Regions from separate parts of the Anser cygnoides genome. Here region 1 is linked to region 2. A link is a contact called in public Hi-C data. All regions are on one chromosome and are shown on one strand. The core of a region is the stretch at or near the end of the contact, and the rest is flanking DNA. Distances in the headings are between cores, read along the strand shown. Region 1 overlaps PDLIM5 (PDZ and LIM domain 5). Region 2 overlaps HPGDS (hematopoietic prostaglandin D synthase).

Region 1 (6,409 bases), core at 3,488-5,987, 190 kb after region 2:
TGGCCAACTCTAAGCTGAGGCCTTCCAGATACAATAGTTGGAGGTTTTCTTATACAGCTTTTTTCAAATAGAAGTTTTTAAACATCTAAAGCTGTATTAATCATGTCAAGACATAAATAACTTTTCTCAACATATTAGATCTACAAAACATACTGTTAAACCAGTGACTTTAAATATATAAACGTATGAACAATACATGGAAGTGATAAAGGCCAACAAAAGCAAGGACAAAAGGTGGATGCAATGCGGACAAGTGAACTTCTTGGAAGTGCATATTCATTAAACTGATCCTGCAACAATTCTGCAATGTGATTTACAGTGCTTCAGCTTTGCTGTCTCTACCGTCACCATCTCCTGTCACCCCAGCTGTGGGGTGCAGAGGGGCAGGAGAAGTGACACACTTCTCAGTGTAGTCTCAGTGCACTCAACTTGTGAATGGGTGAGCTGCTTGGTAGACGAGAAATGTGTTGAACTCCCATAAGATGTGAAACATAAGTCTAATGACTCTGTAACACTCCAGTTTCTTCATCTGAGAGAGAAAATTTGATATAAATGCTCCTTCCCAATCATGCAATTACTAAGAAAAAAAAATCCCTAATAAGGATATGTTGGGATTGAAAAACTTTTTTTTTTTGTCATGAATTTCCAGTTAAAATACATGTGACTGCACTTTCAAACTCATTTAGGTTGTGTTTTGGACAAAGGAGGTAATTTAAACATTAGTCACTGTAGTGTGGTAGGCACTGGAAAAAATAATTTAGTTTGTTATGTAGAATATCCTAAATTATAACCTAGATTTGATGCCAGACTGAAGTCAGCATGAAGTTGAGCTTTTTTTTTTTTTTGAAGGTTTTAGAGGAATGACTAGGTCTGTGAGTCATTTAGACCTGTGCTTTTCATTAAGCTGGTTATTTTTAAAAGGTAGCTTGCTGTGTTAGGAAGCATTGATTAGACACTAATTCTAAGAAAATTAAATGTATAGATTCCACTATTGAAAGCCGGGTATAGTTGCTGAAGGCTTTTTGTTCTGTCTTGATATTTGCACTTAACTATTATATAGATACTGTTACTTGGCAAAACAGCTTTAGGAATGCTAAACAAAGAAATAACAAAAATTAGTTATAACAAGTTAGAACTGATAGAAATGACCACCGTCACTGAAGGAAATGCATGGGCAAATCTTATAGATGAGATGTCATTTTTCCCATCACTTGTGACTAGCAAAGCAGTGACAAGGTAGGATCCCTGCCTCCTGAACTAGATGACAGGACTTGGACACCCTGAGTTGTGTACAGATCTGCTGGAAAGACTGTAATACAAATACCATGCTTGATACAGGGGATGGTTTTCCTGTCTTGACTCTAGCCGGGGAGTCATGGGCAGGTACAGACAGACATACCTCTCCTGCTCCAGTCTGGCTGTATGCATGATACCTGCAGGTTTCTAAATCTCCTGCCATTGCAAGAGTGAAAAGCATGGTTTTGAAAACCTTTGTCGGTCAGAAGGTGAGATATATTCCACAGTATTTTTTTTCCCTTAATTTTTAGTTTGTTTTTGGCTTTGCCTTAATAGAATAAAATATTATCTGACTGCACTTAAACTCTCTTTACAAATGCGTTCAGTAGGGTTGCCACAGACCACAGGAATGAGACTATGAGCGGTGGTTGCCTTTGGGAGGTCTTGAAAACAACTAATCCTTTGTGGGCAGGAATACCAAAGCAGAGGGCAGTTTCTTCCTCTCCTAAAATGTCAGAACTGCTTATTTTAGCACATAATAATGAAATCCCTAATCTTATTTAAATTCAATAGGGACCTACGTTTGATCTGGCTGACTATCAAATGAGCAGCAAAGCAAGGACATAATTTTTCTTTCTTTTACCTGGCTTTATGCTTCATCTTAATCCGAAGTGCTGAGGAGTGCATGGTCTGGGGGTGTGAACATATATAGCATATACCAAATGCAAAATGCTGATGCTTACAATATATTAATTTTCAGCCTTAAACTTGATGAAAATGAAATATGTGTTGGATGATTCATAAACTAATATTCCTAGGCTAAACATAACAAAGTACTGTTTCAGAGATGACAAATATTATCTTGACATTCTGTTCTATGAAGAAATAAATACCAGTATTCTCAACATACTCCATTAAATACACCTCAACAAAAAGTGTGAAACCTGAAAGTCTAAATGACAACTCATTTAAAATTGGGTTTTAAGATCCAAGTTGTTTAAAAATTGCCCACCTAACTAAACAGCTCCTTTTCTGCCATTTCAGATTTAAACTGAGCATCAACATAAACTCTCTTCAACATTTTGTTTCTTAAAGCTGAGACAATTGTGTCTCACACTGGCGTTTATATTTTAATATTTGAATTGACAGAGCTTTGCAGTCTGTTTTTGTAGGGCAAGAGGAGAAATATGCATTTTTAATACACGAATTAGCTTGCAGAATAAGATGTTAGCACTAAGACTCCTTGATGTACCTGGCATCTGAAATACCACTATCTTTTAAAAAAGCAAATGAGCATTCAGTCTTCCTCCTTCCACATTTGTCATTATTTGACATGTACAACAAAATGAAGACTAATGTGCTAAAATAGAACAGATAATGGCTTAGGAGAGAAAATGTGATTGACAGCCATCAAATAATGTGATTGACAGTCATCAAAGCAGCCTGTTGGTATGCTACCAAGCACCATGACCAAAGTACAGATTTGAAAAACATTGCACTTTTTTTTTTTTTTTTTGTAAGGAGGGTAAACAAAATCATCTCATTTTTGCAATGACTGCAATGCTTCCCAGTTCTCAACTTTCAGTGCTTTAACGATAATTTGGCTACCTCTTCTTTTCTCTGTGTGGGGATGTACATGGGGTTGCAGTTTCTGGGCTGCAGGTGCTTGTCATAGCAAGATCTCTGAAGCACCGATGTAGCCGATTCATGTCACCCAGGGCAGCAGGTGCATTTCTACAAAGCTGTGGGGAGTGTAGTTGCAAGGTATACTACCTGGCAGATGACTCATGTTTTTAACGTAAGGCCAACGTTTTCGATAATGTATAAGCTGCAACAAGAAGCAAGCTTAAGAATGTTTCTTCTCTTCCATTCTTGTGATACAGAATTAGTAAGAACTGAATTATGTCTGCAATGGGGAAAGGGCTTTGGACTAGGGAAAAAAAATGTTTGGATTGTTCTTTTTTCTGTGCTTTAAATTACATCTGCCTTTGTTTTTGTTCAGATAGCTTCTATTAAAAGTCATAGCTTGTTATATATAATGTTAAACATTTTCTGCTTGTCATTTTTTTGTTTTCATGAGGGTTGGCTAACTTATGAAAAGCAAATGCATTTAGCTTTCTGCCCTGTCAGCTGGTTGCTGTCTAGAAATAAAATGATTCAAAACCAAAAACAACAACGACCAAAAAAACATAACTGCAGGCTACAGTGGTAAAACTGTTAAAAGATGAGGTTTTCAGCAAGAAGATCTGACCATTGGCTTTTCAGGGATGTAATGTCTGCTGCCAGAAACTATACCCTGAAGAAGGAGTTAGTTGTCAAAATGAGACGGGAAAAAAATAATCCTTCCTTTCTTCTTTCCTCCTATTAGAAATTTTTAGTTCAGACCAACAAATACAATTTTGTAGAAAGTCTTCCAGCCTTGACTTCATTTTATGAATGAAGGTTTTGCAGCTTCTCTTGTATCTCAGACTAGAGTTTGAGCAATTCTTTAAGTTACAGAGATACAAAAAACAAAACAAACAACAAACACAATACCTATTTTATTGCAGGTATTCTGTGTTCCCCTTGTTTATAAAGGGGTTGATGAGTGCAGATACCTCCTGGTGGTTTACCATGTAGTGCCTTTACTAAGGAGACTGGTGATGGTGGAACCTTAATGGAGTTCAGGAGAGACAAATCTGAAACTCTTCTTCTGGGTTTTAGGTTTGATAAAGCTTTTATGGATTTATCAGCCAGGGGCTTGGACCTCTGAAGAATCCTGCTCTGCCTTGAATTTAATTCTCGCTATTAATTAACGCTAATCAGTGAGATTACAGTGTTTTTGTTGGTGTTCGATTTGTAGAGATGACGTACCAAATTGGACTCATAGCTTGAGCTGGGGGTTTCCAGATATTAGTGATTATGGAAGGATTCAGTTATGTTGTTTGTGTCTTTTTGGTGGGTGAAATACTTGGAAGGCGGGAATGAATAAACGGAGAATTTAAAGAATGAACAGTTTTTGCGGGGCACGCTGCTTATAGCAGCAGCAGACTAATTCATTTCCCTAATAAGGCTGTGCTGGAAGTTGGAATGTTTTGAATTGCATTAAATGTCACAAAAGTATTCATCAGAGAGGAACAGCTTGTGGGATGTTTGGAGAACAAATTTGATCATGTTTGTCTGTTCGAAATAAGCTGTTTACACAGACTAAATATATCCTTTTCTTTTTTTTTTTTTTTGAAAGAACAAACATCTGTGATGGCAAAGTGTGCACAAACATTGTGCACTTTCATTTTCAGTATCCTGGCTGTCAGTAACTGACCGCTGTTGCCTGTATTTTCACTGTCTGTAATAATGTGTAAGGAGATTGAAGCCTGGAACTCGCTCCAGCAACCATTAGCCAAGGTCTTTTGTGTGCACTGTTTATAATAAGCATTTATACTGAGCTTTTATGTCTTTGTTTTGTTTGTATGTTACCAAAAATATTACACAAACTTATATACTGAACTGCCAGCTTTAAATCATTCAGAAAATACCCTGCTTCAAGTTGTCCTGCTTTTCTAATGAGTAGTAACAGGGCAAGAACGTCATCTCCTTCTGAAAGCCTCTGTCATCACGTATCACTCTGCATCACCCTGCTTAACCAAAGTAGCACAAAATCCTCACGTCTAATTGCTAGGTGGGAAACTACATGCTAACAGCTTAAAAAAAAAAAAAAAAGTGTAAAATTCTGTAGTTAAATTACTTCTTGCTCTACAGATTTTGTAATATCCTTCCCAATTCCAAGGGCAATAGTCGGGATGTAAACACTATAGCAAGTATTTTCTTAAATGTATGTGTTGGACTTGGACATGTTTTGCTCTTCAACTTGCACTGTGCTTTTCCTCTTGTACTGTCTTGTTTAACCACCGTGCATTTTTCACATTCAGATCCTGGTGGCTCAGTTTGCTGGGTGAGCATTTTCTTTATGCAATGCTGGATAAATCACAGATTTTAGTCTGATTATGGTCTGAAGTCAACAAGGCCAAGCTAAACTGTTTGAAGTATGTCTGGGACACGCAAATTTATGTCCTTGTTTCAAGTATGTTTGGGGGAAATAAAGCAATGTTATGCTGTCTGGCTCCAATGTTAAAAGAACATTGGAAACACTGTAGTTATCAAGTCCCCCCCTTCCCCCCCTCCACCCCCTTTTTTTAATGGCATTTTTAAAGACTAATTTTGAAGAATCTCTTCAGATCATCTGGAAATAGTGTTTGAAATATTTTTTGTTAAGTGCTGTATAGGTGAGCGCAGAGCCATCTCATACATTGCAAACTTAAATTTAATTATTTTTTAAAACTAATTAAGTGCATTTCTCTTGTAGACTGAAACTTCAGCGTCAAGTATTGGCAAACTTATTTTTTTTTTCTTAGCCATGATATTTGGGAGTTGATTTGAATAGTGAATATCTTTCTACTTCTAACTGTTAGATCAGTTTAATAAATATAAAAAACATTGCAAGTTACTTTATTATAAAACGCATGCCTAAAATATAGAAGATACACTTTCCCTTCTACTCTAGTCTTTAAAAAAGAAAGAAGAGCTTCCATATGTGTTGGCATTTTTTTTTCTTCTTGTTGCTTTTGTCGCTGCAAATTGACAACTCCACAATTAGGAATGATTAACGATGCACCCCGGTGCTTTGGAGGGCCAGAGGTCAGTATTCTCATAGGCTGCAAACTCTGTGGGAAACCGGAGAACAGACCTCTTCCTCAGAGCAGGGAAACACTCTATCTGAGAATTATTGTTGATGTGGACATGATGCGTGTCATCGGCGATGCACAAATGATGAAGGCAAAGGGCAGAAAATGATATTCTTGTGAACTGTAGTTATTGGTTTATGTTTATTTCGTTATTCTCTGCTTTTTTCCATTTTTTTTGTTTTTGTTTTTTTTTTTGTTTTGTTTTTGTTTTAATAACGTAGCATGTGGGCTTATATTCATCTCCCTTTTTTATAAGCTAGTTGCTGGACCTGAACAACAGGAAGGCTGTTGTTGGTATCAGATGGGCCTCGTGAGCCAAATGGCTTTCAGGGAAGAAATAAATGAAGTAAACGTTTTAAACAGCTATTAACAAAGAAAAAAGATATTTGTTAAAAGTTGAGAAGACGTCACTTATATGGGACAGCGTGCCTACTTCAAATCTAGCTGTCCAT
Region 2 (5,654 bases), core at 460-2,959:
AAGTAAGGATTAATAAAGCAGACATAGCAGTTATTTAGATAAATAAAAGCAGAGGCAGGTGTAATGTCAGTTGAGTATGAGCAAAGGGGCACTGTACAGCTTAGGAAAACTGAGGTAATTACCTGTGAAGTGTGTTAGATACCCCAACACCCAGGCTCTGACTTGGTGAGCCATGGGACAAGCCCGTTGCTCCCTTAATGCTAACGGCAAGACGCTGAGTGCTCCCACGGGGCAACGTGTGGTGATGCTACTTACCTACACATAGTAACAGGGCAGGAGCTCTGCACTAGATCTGTGAAGAGTTGAGCTATAAAACCGGACTTTTTGGGGACTGAAGTTCACGGGCTTTTTTCTTATACAGGCTATCAAATTTCCAGAATCCCATAACCAAGTCTTTCCTGCTGTCAGTCAAATCTTGGCCAGTTATTTGTCTTTGCCAGCCCTTCTTATGTGAAGCATGCAAGCGGGTTTTTAAGCTTTTGCTGGATTTATCTTTGATCATTTATGTTAGTGGGTTATTCTCCATTTTTGTCCACACAACGAGATTTGGGTTGCTTAAAATTTGTGATATTGAAGGCTAAGGTCTGTATTGAAGGATACCTGCCTTATTTGCACGTTAGTGGATGCAGGATAAGACTGAGCAGTGGTGTTTCTCTGCTGTTTACCCTAGCAGAAAGTTTTGAGGCCGCTCACAAAGAGTTAACTGTTTCCCTGGGAGAAGGAAGGATTTCTCTTTTTCTCTGGCCACCTGCGTGGAAACGAGTGAGATTGCAATCTGCTGTGATCATCTGGTCTGCTCTGTGGTACAGTTTGTGCAGTTAATATTTGACTTATTCTTGGAGGAATGCACTCAACATAGGTTAAATAAGCACTGCTGTATAGTAACAGTTATTTCAACAGCTTTGAAATTCAGGTTAATGAAGAAAGAATAAAAATTAGAAAAGGCAGCAGACTAGATGCTGGCTGGAATACAACCACTATTTCTGCAGACCAGATTGAAGTCTTGGCATCTCTTCCTGCTGTCTTAGAGCTCAGTAACTGAGTGATGTTACTGCAAGTAACAGCCAGAAGTTTGCAGTCCAGAAATGTCATAGCTGTAGGCTGTGCTGTAGCTTTTTTTTTTTTTTTTTTTAAGTACAACCACCTCCTGCAAAAATATGTGTGGGTATGTAAGAATATATTATTACACTGTATTATATCTTGTAGTCAGTAAGGCAGTGATCTGTTCCACCTTCCACCTATGTCCACTTGCTTTGCCTGGTTTACATTTTCTTTCCTTTTTTCTTGCTACTGGGTAGGTACGATTACGCATCACTCAAATTGTGTCAGAAAGAAAGGCGTTCCTCCTGTCACAGAGGGAAATTTTCTGACTTTTCTCCTTTGCCATGTGTAAGTTACTTAAGTTACTGAAATTTTTTTAGCTCACGAGTCTCCAGTACTCCTCACTTCCACCACAAGGTGGTGGCAGCGGACCCAGGAGGAGAAAGGGAGAACCATTAATAGGGCCAGAAATACCAGAAACACCCAGAACAGCAAGGTTTTACATCATCTTTGCCCCCCCCACACACTCTCGCAGCATACGTGCACTCAGGCACACGAGGGTTGCCTGTGACCTCTCCTCCCTTCTGCGTTCAGTGGTGGTGGCGTGATCTGGGCCTGTGTGTGGGAGCAATGCTTTGGGACGAGCTGGGGCACAGCCGAGAGCTTCCCCGTGACAGAACAGCAGGACAGCAGCTCTGTGGCAGCCGTGCTTCTGCCCTGCTCCGTTAGCAGGAGTGTGGCTGTTCCTCTGCTGCTTTAAAGTCGTGAGTCAAAGCTTCCCTCCCTGCATTAGCAAACCTCAAGAAGTCACTAGGCGATGAAGTAATAGGTATTTTTGAATACTAAAACTTCCGCATACATTTTCCTTCTGCAAGATTTCAGAGCGCTGTCATATAATTTCATCGATTTATTTTTTTGTCAGCATTTTATCTTTAACGCTTTCTATAATACGATATCCCACTCAGCCTGAAATGTTTGGAGGGAGGTGGCTGCACTGGCGGTTAATGGTTACGTGTGCTGTTACACCACTTTTCTAAAATGGTCGGGTGGTCTGCTGGGGTCAGAGCTGTGCATAACCAGTGCAACGCTGGAGTTAACTCATCCATCGCCCTGTCGCTCGAGCAACAACTCTGCAGGCTTGCATTTGCAGTTCTGGTGAGTGAGTATAGCGAGAGAGAGGGATACCAAAAACCCCAAGTGCTGTAAGACTTGCCTGTGACTGTGTTAAAGTATCCGTGGCCATGTGTTACCCTTGGCATTGGTATTTGCAGAAGCACCAGAGAGGACAGTGGCGGGGCCTAGAAGGTCTGAAGAGCACGGCTGTGGTGACAGCGAGGGATGTGAGGGCACGAGCCTCACCTTTTCAGCAGCACCCACTGCTTTACGCTACTCTGGTAATTAACTGAAAAACGTTTGTCCCTGGCAGCTGCACTTACTGAAGACTGATACTTGCTAAATGTCAAGAAGAAATCAAGATGTAGAAATAAAAAATGTAGATGGGATGGAGCTGTTAGTCCTGCGGAGTTAGCAGAAGTAGATTTCAGCTTAGTCTGTGACAGGATACAGGTAGTACAGTGCTGGCTGGGATGGGAGTGTCCTGTCTTGCCCTTCTGAAGAGCATTTTGATGTGTGTGTGTATATATATATATATATGTATACATATGTATACACACACACACATATATATATATCAAAGTGCTCATCAGCCTCCCCTCCCTGGCTCACCTTAAACTGGCATCCTCAGTTTAAGGTGAGCCAGGGAGGGGAGGCTAATGATGACCTATCACTGCTTCCACTGGGAGTGAAAATCAGGTGGAGGAGGAGGAGGTGGGAGCAGAAGACCTTGGCTTGGTTACTCTTGAGGAAGAACCACAGATGTCCTCCAGCTCAGCTTTGTTGGGGTGAGCTGAGGTGATGGACCCAAGGGTTGGCATGCCTCTGTTTTTCCAGAGGAGCTGCTCAGGAACACGTTTGTGGCTTTAACACATTTGTGGCTTAAGTGGTATCTTTGTTTAAATTAGCGATTGTCTTACTTTCACCTCCTGATTTTTCTCTGCCCACGGGAAAAGCGTCATGAAATCATCGATGGTGTCCACAATAGCATCAGCCAGGGCCTGTTCGACGGGAGTCTGACCTGCCAGCCCTGTGTGAAGCAAGCATAAGAAGGGAGGTTACAGCGTCATCATCTATTTTTTGCACTGACACGTAAGCAGCATGGTCTTGATTTTCCAGAGGGATGCTTCTGTTGCAGATGGATGGGAAAAGCCATCAGGGGAATGTTTAAGTGGGAACTTCTGACTGTAAAAGGAGCGCAAAAAGGAGCACGGTTCCAGATCAGCATCCTGATAGGAGACTGGCAGGGAGGTGGTGTGGGTGGAAAGAAGACTTTCCCATCATTTTTCGCTGCCTCATATTACCACATGGAAGCTCGTCATTCTCTTCCCTTGCAAGTAGTAGATCATATCAGAGAGAGAGGAAATTGGCAGCAATGGTATTGCTAGACATGTGAAAATACGTCGTGCTAGCGTTTTGGAGAATAGTGCTGGGTGCTTCTCCCTGTTTCCTCAGATGGAAAACATGGGATATTTTGGAAACATTTTGAAAGGCAGGTTGTGTCACTTTACTGAGAATACTTTAAAAAAAAAAAGATAGCACTCACTTCCCAGCCCGTCTTCAGTTTGCTGACGTTCAGCACACCACCAACACATCTGCCTTCAAACAGACTAGTTTTGCAGATGAGTCTGAATGACAGCTAGCCGACCTAAAGCAAGCCCTGACTACTCTCTTTGATTACTTACATTACTAAAGAGTCTTATATCACTTGATCTAGCCGGTTGAGTGCTTTCATAGCATGTAGTATTTAAAGATGAGTGAAGTCACCATCTGATCTAATCTCTCTGCCAGCACAGAACAGTTACCTAAATCTGCTTCAGAGTGCTCTGTCTGCTGGCTGTTACAATCTCAAGTGCTTTCAAAGGTTCCTCACTCTGGTGTTTCCTGGTTAGCACGACAGCTCAAAGTTTAGCTGCGTGGAAAACTACCCTGAAAGCCATAAGGAGTCACAGGTACAGGTTTTCTGTCATGCAGAGACAGGAGAATAAAGTTGGTTCACTGGGGAAGTCAGATCAAAGCCCAGGCATTTAATGTAGAGGGAAACTCAGATGTAAAGGGGGATTATTTGTGAGTTTTCCTCTAAATGTACATGCCTATGGTGCAAATACAAAGCTCTGCCAAGTGACTTCAACTGAACATCATAGCACTTTATGCTGCAGACTGTTATTTTAACCATGCTGTTTGTTTGTTTTTTTTTATTCTCTATGTGACATTTGAGCGGCTCTAAATTTTGTCACACAGGTCCAGTGTCCTGCAGAAATCCTTCTGCCTCGTTGGGCTTGTCAAGCTGTTTGCTTCTGTTTTTGCTGTGATTGGATGTATTTTTTCCAAAACGTGAAAGGCTGGTGCAGAACAGGGCAAAAAATTTGTCAAATATGTTACCTGATTCTCTGGCAAGGTATCTTGCTATCGCCAGGCTCTGGTGAATGATAACTCCGTCTACTTCCAGAATAGGGATTTTTCCAAATGGGATAGCTTGGAGAGAGGAAAAATAAAATTTAATCACAGCCCTTAGCAGTGGGAGTCTGTAACAGTTGCGCTTTTACCGTTCTCAGCCTTGGAGGGAAAGCGTTATTAGAGCACTTAAGAGTTTCACAGTATTTCTGTAGGGAAATGTTATGGACATGGTCTAAAAAGAAGAAAAGTAAGGTTAAGGAGGTAACCAGATCACAATGCAAGAAGGCAGCTGTAGTGTAGAAATCAAGTATTGCACTTCCTATTTCCTAGCCTCCTGCTCCGAAGCCTGAATGTGCCCCTAGATATCCTGAATTCTTTATGCAGGGAGACTTTTCAGTAGAGGCTTATTTTTCTTTTTCTTCCCTGCTTTCTCTTTCCCAGGAGAGTGACTGTCAAGGTTAGGCAAAGCACTACTGAAGATTTTGTAGTGCAGGATCCAGCTGAGCTATGAAATACAAGATTGGGCCAACACTATAAAGTTGCTTTTTTGCTTGCTGTTGATTTAAATTCAAGAGCAGTGATTCAGAGAAGTATCTGTATTTCTGAACTTATCTTGTGATGAGTCATTTCATGTGACAGTTCTCCAACACAGATGGTGTGAAAGCTTATCTCACCGAGAAACAAATACAAATCTCACACTGAACCACAAATACTAAGAAGATATTAAAATCTACTTGACTTGGCTTGCATGCAAAATAAAAACTCAGTTATGGGGAAAAAGCCTCCAGACATTAAAAACAGAGGAAGGCAAACTAAGCAGGCATGATGGATATGTGTAAGAGTTTGATATAAGAAATAAATCTTATTTTTGAGCCATTAATTTAGTAATATAATGTACGTGATAACTTGGGCTGCTGTTGTGCTACATTTTGGCCAGCATGCTATCAAATGGGGCTGGAACCTTGGAGCAAAGCTGAAGCTGGGAAATACGTGGAAAGCTGGAAAAATTGAGAAGTAGGTGACTACAGGGGTCATCAATATGATACGTGGCAGAGAATTCAAGGTCCAATAAATCATGTCTAGCATGGAGGGAACACACTCTA

Evidence for each region. A called contact is a pair of places that touch in the nucleus more often than the background predicts.
Region 1: a Hi-C map of liver shows a contact between it and region 2, with 2.2 times the contacts expected there. The contact joins two enhancer-like sites. A contact is called at or near these places in 2 of 7 Hi-C or Micro-C datasets (both in liver).

What each region holds. Positions count from the first base shown.
Region 1 is chr4:71,321,009-71,327,417 of Taihu_goose_T2T_genome, forward strand. The region is part of intron 3 of PDLIM5 (PDZ and LIM domain 5); the gene reads left to right. Among named protein-coding and RNA genes, the nearest start is that of PDLIM5, 67 kb to the left of the region's middle. Within about 2 kb of position 4,738, at least 2 of the 3 cell types and tissues checked have open chromatin away from gene starts, as enhancers often do. A contact at or near this core is called in liver, where this site is marked.
Region 2 is chr4:71,131,117-71,136,770 of Taihu_goose_T2T_genome, forward strand. It overlaps HPGDS (hematopoietic prostaglandin D synthase), which reads right to left. Exons shown (of 6, transcript XM_013189540.3): 3 at 4,537-4,629; 4 at 3,075-3,184. Among named protein-coding and RNA genes, the nearest start is that of HPGDS, 21 kb to the right of the region's middle. Within about 2 kb of position 1,710, at least 3 of the 3 cell types and tissues checked have open chromatin away from gene starts, as enhancers often do. A contact at or near this core is called in liver, where this site is marked.